Linked DNA regions of Mus musculus: region 2 is linked to region 1. A link is a contact called in public Hi-C data. All regions are on one chromosome and are shown on one strand. Each heading gives the region's core, a stretch centred on a gene start, on an enhancer-like site or on the middle of the called end of the contact. The rest is flanking DNA. Distances are from core to core; before and after follow the strand shown.

Region 1 (3,247 bases), core at 684-3,183:
AACCACATAGTGGCTCACAACCATCTGTAATAGGATCCGATACCCTCTTCTGATGTGTCTAAAGACAGTGACAGTGTACTTCCATAAACTTAAAAAGAAGTGCTATATTTGATGTGAAGAATAAGACCCCACTTTCTATAAGGAGTGAAGAGGCAGATCATTTTACAAAGTCTGGTGCAGTCTCAGACCAATGCCAGCGTGCTGAGGAGCGCAGAAAACAGTTCTTAGAACCCAGTGCGCAGGCTCCTCCCTTCTTTTCTACATGTGCCAAACACTAAAGTGGTGCAGGCTTTAATGTCATCTGCCACTTACAGTTGTTTATTTCTCAGTCAAGACTATGCGTGAGTTTATCTCTTCTACAGTCTGCTTATTTTCAAGCCTTTCAGTGCCTGGGATGTGTTAAGCCCTCTGTGACAAATGTTCTACTCTGTGTGGCTGTGAACAGTGTTCTACTCTGACCTAGTTTGTGTAAGGGGAGGGGTTGGGGGGGGCAGCGAGTCTAGCGGGCACTAGCAAGGGTCCAGGGATTGCCATTCATCTGCAACAGGTCTTAAGACACTTTTGTCTGGAAGAGGGAGGATATACAAGTTTCATGCAAATTTTATGGTAATAGACCAAAGGAAATCATAAACCAAGACACTGTTAGATGCCTCCATGGGGAAAGCAGGTGACCAGGGACCCAGTAGAAAAACCTCAGATATAGACACCAGAAGTAATTTAACAGTGAGTGACACTGTTAGCTTCAGGTAGATAGAAACTAGCGATCGAGTAAGTCAACACTTCTTAAAAGGCTTCACATGACTGCCTCAAAGATGTAAAGATGTTAGACAAAGATGGATAATGAATGTTTACTAAGGGCACTGAAGTAGTCCAAGAAATTTGGCTCTGCAACATTCCAACTCTCCAAATCACAAAGTTCTAATCAGTTAATTGGTATTGCAAAATCTTTAATATAGATGTGATTTTCCCCCCTCTTCTGAGAGTATCAGTTCCCAGACTGTAATTTACTTATTTGCTCAACAAGTTGGATTTAGGAGCAATGTTGTTTCGTTTGTTTTTGGTCCCCTATCTGAGGTAATTTCACACGTGTTCGTAACTCCTAATAGGAGTCGTACAAAAGCCCAAAGACCCATAGTTTTGGATATGTCTTTTTTTTGGGGGGGGGGAGGCGTCTTTAATATGCTGGTATTTCTAAATTTCTTGAAACAAGGTCTTTCTACGTGTCACAGGGCCTCAAACCCCAGGAGTCCTGCCTTCGGATTATAGGCATGCACCAGGAGGCCTAGCGCATTTCTGAAATTCTGTGAGAGAGCAACAATGAAGGCAGGTGCAGGTGGTGTAGTCAACCTACATTTTATAAAGTCTTTTAATTCTTGGGGCATCTTTCCGGCTGAATAACAAAGCGCTGCGCTCCCAGCCCCTCAGGCGCAGGGTCTAGGAATATCCCGGACCAAGGAGTACAACTCCGAAAGTAGCAGCGTTCCCTCTGCGCAGAGGTAGAAGGGGGTGGGGGGAATCCGGGTGATCTCCTCTTGGGGACACCACCACCGGGTGGGGGTCATGCGATAGAAGAGGCAGAGCCCGGCTCAGCTTTCTATAGACTGAAGCAACTCTAAGCGGAACCCCAAAACCCTGTCCACTGGACCGGGTCTCCCAGACTCCTATGGCCACCCGCTGAGCAAGCCTGGGACACAGTATTATTACCCAGGAGAAAAGAGAAAGGTTCGCCAGCGTTGGTGGGGGAGATGATGGTCATTCTTTGGTGTTGGCCTCCATCAGCTAGCGCCTGGGAAAGAGGGGGAGGGGAGGTACTGAAACAGTGTTGCAAAGCGGTGGGAACGTGAACCTCCTGTTTGCTCCTGTTTCGGTGGGGGCAGGAACTTGTTTACCTCCGGCAGTGCAGGCACTTCCGCATCGCCCCGAGGACAGTCCCACACGGACTAGTAGTTTGGTAGGGCAGCCAGCATCTTCACCTGCTGAGTCACCTCACTAGCCCTCCTCTCCAAGGACTTCTGCTATCAGCTCCGCCTTCTATACAAAGTGAAGGATACTGAGTCTGGAATAGGGAACAGGAGAAGCAATGCTTTGTGACTCGTGAATGGAACTAGGCTTCACAAGCTAGTCATCACTCAGGGACCAAAGCAGAGACAGACTCTGAGAAGACAGGAGGGGAGATCTGCCTAGTGCTGTTCTGTGGGTGGTTAATTATTCTGAGACTACCTGGGAGGTCCCTTAGTTTTTTTTTTTTTAATATGTATGAACACCTTGATTGATGATTGAGGTGGGAGGGTCCAGCCAATTATATAAGAAAATTGAGCAAGCCACAAAAAAACAAGCCAGTGAGCATTTCTCTGCGACACCCTGCATTCCTCAGCTAAGTCAACACAGGAGTGCAGAAACAAAGAATTCCTTTGAGGATTTGGGGCGTAGGGAAGTATTTACCTGGTGTACTGAGGCTCCCTTCCCTGGCCACACAGGTCCCACCCAGCCTTGGGTTGCCCTTGGGAACATCATGTGCCAACTTTACACGCAGGGGGCCCATCTGCTTCAGGGTCTGAGTGGTGGATCCTGGAGAGTTCCACCCACAGGAACATCCTACCTACAGAGGCTCCTCAGTCCACCCAGAGAGGACCACCACGGCTCTGAAAAGTGAAGTGTGGATAGGCTGGCTACCCAGGCTGCAGAGATGGGAAAGGCCGCACCTCTGTTTTCACAGAGGTGAAGCCTCCCTACCCACCACCCACATGTTGGTTGAACTCTGACACCCCCCCCCCCCATACCATGACACACGTGCAGGGCGGGCACACACACACACACACACACACACACACGGGATAAAATAAGAATGAAATATGGGGAGGATCAAGTGACAGGTAAGAAAGGGACATAAGAACACAAAGAGAAGCAGTCTCTCGGAGGGACAGTGTGCTAATGGCTGTGCCTACTGTCCACAAGCCCAACTTCAGAAGCAAACTTGCAGATTCAAGGAGAGGGGTCTACCAGCTTCTAGTAAAAAGGCTTCAAAAAACCTGTTCACAGATAATAACTGTGCTTTTCTGTGCCGCTGACTCCTGTTGGGCTCTGTCTAGGTGTTTTCAGTGTCCCTCCCTGGTCCAAGTTGGAGTTTGCCTCCATAGTCACAAGTAAGGGTCTACCACAGGAGTGGAGACTCCTGAGTTCCTTCAAAAGTAGATTCCATGCCTGCTATCTGAAGAGGTCTTCCCAACATCTCAAATGTTCCATTTCC
Region 2 (3,168 bases), core at 637-3,136, 170 kb after region 1:
ATCCTATGAGGCTAGATCGCCCCTCATGTGTGTCTAAGAACGGGCCAGCCCATCTTTCCAGGCAACAGCCCGTCCATGGGCTCTGCAATGAATCAATGCCCCATCTTAACTAGTCTTTAACTCCTAAAAATACTAATCTCTATCCTTACATATTCTAGAACCCACAACCTTGGGCTGTCCCATATTCAAGCTCTTTGCTTAAGAAGGAGTTGTTTATAAGACGAATAGGATATTGATGCTTTGCTGACAAGCAAAACTGTCAGCACTTCGGAGAAAGGTCCACATCTTCAGTTCAGTTCCCCACGTGGCAGTCAGGAATCTTTGCAGTGTTGCTTAGATGATGACACGCGATCAAATAACCAAAGTTCCTCCACCCCGAGGCTGCAGGTCCACCTGGGCCCAGAGTTGTGCTGTTTCCTGTGGGTGTGGCCTCAGGGGCCCTTACATTACCTAGTGGAGAGAGAGTCTAGGGCTGGGGAAGACTTCCGGTATCCCAGCCCTTGGCTCCTAGAATCGGTCTGAAGCTCTGTTGTCTCCTGCTGCAGCAGTCGAGGCAACCATAGCTTCTGGTTCTACCAGAGGATCTGTGGAAGAGAAGAGGCATCGCTAAATTCCCGGGCTTCTCCATGTTCCCTAACCCTTCCCATGGCTGGCTATGGTTACAGTGCTGCCTGTAGGGGAAGTCAGAGGAGACTAAATTCTGGTTAGAGGAGGTTTATAGTAGTCTAAGGTAAGAACATAGGAGGTGGGTGTATCTGCGTAGTAGAGTGCTTTCCTAGCTTGTGTGAAGCCTTGGGTTCCAAGGAAACAGGAAGGATCATGGGAGGCTCTACAGTAAGCTCCTCTGGACTCAGGGGACAAGGGTGGAACAATGAACGAGTTGGGAGTTATTAAAAGCAGGACAGAGGTGAGGAGTGAGGAGTGAGGATGGACAGGGCCCCGGGCCTGCGCTGAATCTAGAGATGGGGATTTTCTGTTGGGTTGGATGTGGTATTTGAAGGAAGAAAGGCTCAGGATGTCTCTTAGCTTCTTTTGTAAGGAGGCAGGATGTCAGTCCCACAGTCCCACAGTCCCTCAGTCCTTCAGTCCCACAGTCCCACAGTCCAACAGTCCCACAGTCATCCCACAGCTGTCCCACAGCCCCACAGTCGTCCCACAGCCATCCCACAGCCGTCCCACAGCCGCCCCACAGTCCCTCAGTCCCACAGTCCCACAGTCCCACAGCTCCAAAGTCCCTCAGTCCCTCAGTCCCACAGTCCCACAGTCCCACAGTTCCACAGTCCCACAGTCCCACAGTCCCACAGTCCGACAGTCCCTCAGTCCCACAGACCCACAGTCCCACAGTCCCACAGTCCCACAGTCCCACAGTCCCACAGTCCCTCAGTCCCTCAGTCCCACAGTCCCACAGTCCGACAGTCCCACAGTCCCTCAGTCCCTCAGTCCCTCAGTCCCACAGTCCCACAGTCCCACAGTCCCACAGTCCCACAGTCCCACAGTCCCACAGTCCGACAGTCCCACAGTCCCTCAGTCCCACAGACCCACAGTCCCACAGTCCCACAGTCCCACAGTCCCACAGTCCCTCAGTCCCTCAGTCCCACAGTCCCACAGTCCCACAGTCCCACAGTCCCTCAGTCCCACAGTCCCACAGTCCCACAGTCCCACAGTCCCTCAGTCCCACAGTCCCACAGTCCCACAGTCCCACAGTCCCACAGTCCCTCAGTCCCTCAGTCCCACAGTCCCTCAGTCCCTCAGTCCCACAACCCCACAGGACTACAGTCACAGAGGGTAGCCTGAAATCTAGCAGGCCGCCTGCACTCCCAGGCACCATCCCCCTTAAACCTACCAGGTTTCTAAGACAAGCATGACCACCAGGCAGTGCGACTCACAAGTGTCTGACACCTCAGGAAGATTGGAATGGCCTGGGCTGGGAAAGGCAGAGGAGTGCGTTTGGAAGTGTCTGAGCTCCACATTGGTGACCCTGAGTAGCCACTGCCTGGATAGAGAGACCAGAGTTTGCTGAGGGCCAGGCTGGAAATCAGGATTGGAGGGAGATGGGGGTGCAGATTCTGTTGATGGAGGGGCTGAGAACTTCAGGACGAGCATCCAGTCGGGGAGATCTAGCCTTTCCAGGAGCAAGTGTATGCTGCCCATGGAGACGGGAGGCCAAGGCAGGCCATGGGCACGCAGGTGCATTGAACTAGGAGCTAAGAGAACTGCTTCCTTTTAAAAAGCCCGTTGAACTGTCACGCATTTGTCAAACAGCATGGGAAACACACACACAAGTTTGTGAATGGATACAACAGGTAATTAATTATTCAGTCACTAGCCAGGTTCCTCCCTAAATAGGACGCTAACAACACAGCAAGAGTCTCCTTAGCACGCCCTCCAGTCTCTGTCAGTGCCAATGACAGGGAACCAAGTATTCAAAGACACAAGGCTGTAGGAAGCATTTCTTATCCAAGCCACTACACGGTGGCAATTCCCAGACATGTCCACCTGACCTCAAACATTAATATCGTAACGTTCTACCCATGCTCCTCAAGGCCTATGGTCACCTTAGACTAATATAGCCTCCTCCAGTGCACATTCCCAAGCCCTTACACACTGCTCTCTGTTCTCTCTCGTTGTAAGGATGGGTGAGTACATCAAGCAACAACCACACCACAACCTGAACGTTACTCTGCCTTGAAATTGTCTCCGCTAAACAAGCCAAACCGTTGCTTTAAAATTCAGGCATGGAAAGACGGTTTTACAGCTAAGAGTGTGCACTGTGCTTGCAGGCGATCTATATCCGGTGGCTAATTTCAGTTCCAAGAGGTCCAATGTTTCTGGTCTCTGTAGGAGACCCACACATTAAAAAATTTAAAAGGCCTGGGCAGTGCTTGCGGACCAACTTGGGTGCCATCTTGGCCCAGATCCAGTGCTGTGAATTGGTCCACCCAACATCTGATCAGTGCATGAACAGCTGGCGGGGCACTTGGAGGAGCTGATGGTGCAGAAGCTGATGCTGTTACTGAATAGGGCGGGTCAGAGGCCATCTGGTCGACCCCCAGCACGGAGCTGCTGGTGCTGCAGCCCACATGGCTTGCCCTGCTGGGAGACAGAGCACACAGGGTTCTGAGCACACCTGTAGGCCACAAGTGTAAAGGTTGAGCTCACTGAGCCTGA

What was found. A called contact is a pair of places that touch in the nucleus more often than the background predicts.
Region 2: a Hi-C map of trophoblast stem cells shows a contact between it and region 1, with 6 times the contacts expected there. The contact joins two enhancer-like sites. A contact is called at or near these places in 26 of 39 promoter capture datasets (the 3T3-L1 cell line, 3T3-L1-derived adipocytes, the C10 cell line and 15 more), 9 of 15 datasets of contacts at CTCF or cohesin (the NIH/3T3 cell line, embryonic stem cells, hippocampal excitatory neurons and 4 more), 331 of 484 Hi-C or Micro-C datasets (the 3T3-L1 cell line, 3T3-L1-derived adipocytes, the 4T1 cell line and 156 more), 65 of 115 datasets of contacts at active chromatin or transcription factors (the 230-238 cell line, CD4 single positive thymocytes, CD8 T cells and 43 more) and 7 of 9 other capture datasets (adipose tissue, embryonic stem cells, embryonic tail and 4 more).

What each region holds. Positions count from the first base shown.
Region 1 is chr14:34,613,363-34,616,609 of GRCm38.p6, forward strand. It overlaps Gm52113 (a long non-coding RNA gene), which reads right to left. Exons shown (of 3, transcript XR_003951117.1): 2 at 1,890-2,056; 3 at 1,249-1,786. Among named protein-coding and RNA genes, the nearest start is that of Gm52113, 5.4 kb to the right of the region's middle. Within about 2 kb of position 1,934, at least 58 of the 459 cell types and tissues checked have an H3K27ac peak or open chromatin away from gene starts, as enhancers often do. A contact at or near this core is called in trophoblast stem cells, where this site is marked.
Region 2 is chr14:34,779,710-34,782,877 of GRCm38.p6, forward strand. No RefSeq gene overlaps it. Among named protein-coding and RNA genes, the nearest start is that of Gm30969, 6.8 kb to the left of the region's middle. Within about 2 kb of position 1,887, at least 5 of the 459 cell types and tissues checked have an H3K27ac peak or open chromatin away from gene starts, as enhancers often do. A contact at or near this core is called in trophoblast stem cells, where this site is marked.